2 separate regions of the Lactuca sativa genome follow, and region 1 is linked to region 2. Evidence: chromatin contacts called from public Hi-C data. All regions are on one chromosome and are shown on one strand. Each heading gives the region's core, a stretch centred on a gene start, on an enhancer-like site or on the middle of the called end of the contact. The rest is flanking DNA. Distances are from core to core; before and after follow the strand shown. Region 1 holds the start of LOC111911900 (calcium-binding protein CP1). Region 2 holds the start of LOC111911937 (transcription factor bHLH148).

The links. A called contact is a pair of places that touch in the nucleus more often than the background predicts.
Region 1: a Hi-C map of leaf shows a contact between it and region 2, with 9 times the contacts expected there. The contact joins the promoter of LOC111911900 here to the promoter of LOC111911937 in region 2. A contact is called at or near these places in 2 of 4 Hi-C or Micro-C datasets (leaf and seed).

Annotation. Positions count from the first base shown.
Region 1 is chr1:50,570,004-50,572,703 of Lsat_Salinas_v11, forward strand. LOC111911900 (calcium-binding protein CP1) reads right to left here and starts at 1,272. Exons shown (of 1, transcript XM_023907650.2): 1 at 511-1,272. The coding sequence starts at 1,213. The coding sequence ends at 767.
Region 2 is chr1:50,413,477-50,416,176 of Lsat_Salinas_v11, forward strand. It overlaps LOC111911937 (transcription factor bHLH148), which reads right to left and starts at 1,339. Exons shown (of 2, transcript XM_023907704.3): 1 at 1,124-1,339; 2 at 1-883. The coding sequence starts at 816. The coding sequence ends at 106.

The DNA of each region.
Region 1 (2,700 bases), core at 22-2,521, 160 kb after region 2:
AATGATTATATATTGGGGTTCCATGTACCTTCATTTTGGTATGTCAAACGTCCAAAAGGTGCTTTAGATGAATGGGAAATTAATCACCAAGTATGGTGGTTGAAGGATTGGTTAAGAGGTTAAATGGCTTTCATGCAATCACGTATAGGTGGGAGAATGAAAAGGAAATGTATTTATATGTAGAAAGATTTCTAAAATTTGGTTAAGAGGTTAAATGTGTTTATATGTAACAAAGAGTAAAACATGTTATTTCTTACAATTGTCTTCGTTATTTTATCAATTATAATAGGTTTTAAGTAGATTTCATTAAATTAACAAATATAAACAATTAGTTTATAATTTGGGTCACATATGCTATTGATATGATCTGAAGTTAGCACTTTGTCAAAATTTAACAACACGTTTTGGCGTTTTGTAAGGTTCGAGCAATCGTATTGCATTTCAATAGGAATTTTTAAAATCGTTGTTCAATTATCATGCAATAATAATCATAATAATATCAAGAAGAAATGAAAGCGAATCGTCTATATTTGAAATTCAATTTCCAATTACAACAAATATGACTTCATGAATGGAACCTAAATTCTAAATCAAGATCAAAATCTGCGATTCATCTTCACAAACTTTGATTTGATTTCATGAACACAAAAATCCTGAACTTGTAATCCACAATTTCAATTTACAGTTGATAGAAACAAAACAAAAACGTCCAGAAGAAGAAATGGCACCTTAACCAATGCGGCGAAACCCTAAGCATTTCAAATCATCAAATCGCCAATATCTTAAGAAATCCTTCGAACGTTACACCGTCGTTATCATCATCTCCGGAGCCTAAACTAACCATCGCCTTGATATCATCGTCGTTGACTTCAATTCCCGCCGACCGAAGATAACTCCGGAGGTCTCCGTGACCTACTTTTCCGTCGCCGTCTCTGTCCATATCATTAAACACATCCTCCATTACGCAGCTGCTAATTCCGTTCTTATTTGTCCTCAGAACGTTCTCGAACTCTTCGTATTCGACGTAGCCGTCCTTGTTCAAATCGGCCACCTTCATCATCGTTCCGATGATCTCGTCGCCTGCGTCCGCGTAAAAACGTTTTAGATCATCGTGGCTGATCTTTCCATCACGGTCAACGTCGAGGACATCAAATGCCGATCGTAAATCGGCGGGTTTTCTCGACGGTGGTAGGGAAGTTCCGGTAGGACACATAGCTAAGGTGCGCTCTCCTTTTTTTTTTGGCGATTTTGCGATTTAGAATTACGAATGAAAAAATCGCTCGCCAGAGGATTTTGGAAACGAAGTTGATGTATTTATAGGGCTCAAAATAGCGCGTGATTTGTGATTATTAGCTATTTGGTTTTGGTCCATAAAGTTTATATTTGTATGCTTTTGTACCCTCTACTTTCTCATTTATCGTTATATAGAGTTAAATACATATTATATCTACACATTTCAGTCAAGATTTATATTCCATGTATTTTTGAAGTATTTTAATATATACTGTGTCAAATGTTTTATTAGACGGTGTGTTTCAAATTTTAAAATGTTATCCTCTTTTCATCAAACAATGAAGCAATTGCATATAATTTGGTTAACAATAATATATATTTACAATATTTCAACAACAAATTAACTTGTTGAACCCAAATGTTATAATAATAATAATAATAATAATAATAATAATAATAATAATAATAAGGAACTATTTGATATATTTTTTATTGGATATAATAAGAAGTAAATCTGACTGGGTCAAATTCAAACTATTTGATATCACAATTAGAAGTTTCTAATTCCATCATATAACCTCTAATATGCATATTGTTAGGTTTGGTAAGAAGTTGAATTCCAATCCGATATGGACTTAATCAAATCTAACTTAATCGACAATTATCAAACAATCTTAGCACTTAAACGTACCTAGAAAGTATGATATTAACTACATCTATAATAAACTCAAAACTTATCACAAAATAACCAAATCCCTAGTATAGTTATGTTATAATAAGGTGTGTTCTTTTTTTTCAAATATGATGAGGGACTGAATATCACGAAATGCAATCTGAGATGATAAAGGGTGTAAAATTAGACGGGAGACGAAATAACAACTATCCCTTTGACCGGAGAGATTCTTAAAAACCTCCATGTCGACATCGTTGCGAGAGCAGAAGGCTCCACAAAGTGCTTACGCCACTCCATGGAAAAAAAAAAATGATTGTCAATAGTCAATGTAGATATTCTATATTTATATAAATATTACCAACAAGTTATGGCTTTTTTTTTACAAATTTGTATTATGTTTTTTCCTATTTCAATTAGTTTTATGTTTTCTTAAGAATTTGATCCAACATATTTTACAAACTTTTTAAATTTGTTTTATAAGTTTTTTAAAATTAAGTTTTTTTTTAATTAGTTCATATATTGGTTTTGTATATGTTCTAAATATTTTTTCTTTACATTTTTAGGAATTGCTATTCTTTTACAAAATTATTCTCCTATCTTTTTTATATAATAATGCATGTAGAGTCGTGTGTATGCGGAAAAACTCAATATAGAACCATTATTAATCTAGTGTATGTGTTTGTGATATAATATGGTGTATGTGTGTCTAATGTATAAATTACTGTTGTAAAAATCTCGACTAGGTCTCAATTAATCTCTGATTAATCCCTAGGCGCTACTCGACCGAGTAGAGG
Region 2 (2,700 bases), core at 89-2,588:
AAAAAAAGGTAGAGAATGAATTTGAACAGTGGCGTGAGGCGTAGGTGGATGAAAATATAAAATCAGAAAAAAAGAAGGAAGAAGGAAGAAGAAAGAGAGTGGATATTACAAGCTCTGTGGTGGCTGCCTAAGACTGAGCTGACTTAGAATCATAGCGCCGGTGCCGGGGCCGGAAGTCGAACTGGAGCCGCCGGAGAGAAGGTCGGCGAGGGCAGCCATGGCTTTAACTTGCATCTCAAGAGCGGCTATATAATCAGTTGCTTCTTCCAATACAACCGGCAACGGTTGTTTCCGACAACCGGGAACCAACCGGCCGAGAACACGTGTTTTCCTTTGCACTGCCGGTAGATTTTTTGTCTTCAGCTTTAAAATACTCACTCGCGGCTTTTTTAACCGGCTATTACCTGTTGCTGTGACAGCGGTCCCTCTCTGTCTTCTGTTATTCTTCATAAACTTAAGCTTGATTTTGTTCGTGAGAATCGCACGGCTCCATCGACTCCGACCTTTCGCTGTTACTGCAAGGACTCGGTCGGCCGCTTCACGAACGGCGCGTCCACGGCGAGGAGCAGAAGGCGGAGACGTGCCGGAGTTGATCCGGACATTGCGGAGCGCTTGCAGGAGTTTTGAGCTGTATACTTGTTGCTGAGCTTCGGATTTCCATGAAATAATCTGGTTGTTATTGTTACTCGAGTTCTCAATCGTCTGATCGCCAGTAGATTGCCTATGGATTCTCTTCTTCTTTCTTCTCTTCGATGAATCACGTGCTCTTTCGATGTTGTTCGTTACCGGATCCGAAATCAACGTCGACGACGCCATCACCAAAAGAAACCGTTGGAATTATTTCTCAGGACGGATCAATAGCCAGAGAATCCGAAAACAGTACCTGCAGATTCAACTCAATCGTGTCAGAAACAAGAATCAATAATTCGAATCAGGAAGCAGACATACATGTTCTCTGTGTAAACAACAAACTACGCATTTCATTGGTAATCCAAATCGAATACAAAACCGATAAAAACTTCTAAGAAATATCTACATCGATTACACAAATAACAAATCAACAGATAATAAACAAATTTCTCACGGAATCGATAAACATTAAACAACAATCGATGATTTATACCTTGAAGAAGAAAAGCTGATCTAAATTCTTTTCTCTGATCAATTCACAGCTTCAGATGAATCGTTCTCGATTTGCATATGCAATTCGAAAAGAATCTCAACTAATAACTATTGTTTGGTGCGTATTTGTGAGTGAGAGAAAAAGAAAGTTAGAAGAGAGAGAGGAGGATTCACAGAGAAGCACGCCTTGGCCCGTTCTCCTTTCTTTCTCTCTCTGTTTCTCTCACGTTCGTTTTAAAGCTCTTGTATTTTTTTGTTTTACCCCTTTCAGTTTTATTATTTTCCATTTTTATCCCTCATTGTTTTTGTTTGTTTCTTTATAATGTTCGTGCCATCGTGGTGGTGATATGGTCCACATGGGCCCCATCTCGCCGTTACACTTCCTCAACCCACTACGTCAACTCTGTTATGTTTCCGTTATCCCCCACCATTGCTATGCCCTCTTTTTAACTTCTTCTTTTTTTTTTTTTTTCATTCTAATACTCCCTTTACAAAAGTTAATAATTTATTTTTTAAGTAGTCATGTTTGTTAAATAAAAAATGGATTATAAGTTACTTATTTTTTTAAAAACCCATTTAGATTAGTTTTCAAAATTTTTTAAATTTTTTAAATATATTTTTAATTAGTTATAAAAAATATATTCTTGTAAATGTGATTTTATATATTTCATCTGATTTATCAACTAATTTTTGTTCGGCTAACAGCTATATTTTGAATTATCAGGTAGTTTTTTAGTTACTATATCGACTATAGCCTTAATGTGAAAATAATCTTAAAAGATTTAATTACTGATTAAATATCTAAATTGTAATGTGCTCTTTATAAACGATTATTTAACAAAATAAGTGATACTTAATCCACTATTTTATTTGATTATATATATTATAAGTTTAATATGTGTTTATGGTCAGGAATAAAGATTTGTAATCATCTGCTTCTTTTTGTAAATTAATTAAATAAAATTCCGAATATTGTAGGGTTATTTCGAAGTAAAACCTAAAATTTTGATATTTCTTTTTTACTTTTTAGATAATATTTTGTATCTTATAATTTAATTCAAAAATCGTATTTATTATTTATTTTTGTTTATTTGTCTTTTTATTCTATTTATAAGTTTATAATCCGGCAACAAAAGAATTAGATAATTTCCATAAAAGTGGTCAAACTATTGTTTTTATACAAATAAAATATTTTTTGCATAATGTATAAAGAACATAACATTTTAATCATATTTTGGAAGAGAGTTTTTTACTATATAGAAACCTATATACCACAGGCTAAAAATTAAATCAAACTTTAGGTTTAGATTGTAAATTGTTATTTTTGAATGTTATCTAAAATGGGATCAAAATCTTAGGTGTAGTTTGTTTTTTAAGGCAAAATATCTGCAGTTTGCAGACCATATCTGTAGAACTCTACAGCAGAAGAGGTGGACCAAACGTCTGCAGTCTGAAAAAAGAAGACTGTTTGTTTTTTTAACATCTGCAGACTATTAAAATAAACTAAAATCTAAACAAATTGATTTTTTAAAACTACAAACTAATTTTTAATATATTTATGACTTTGTTATAAATGAT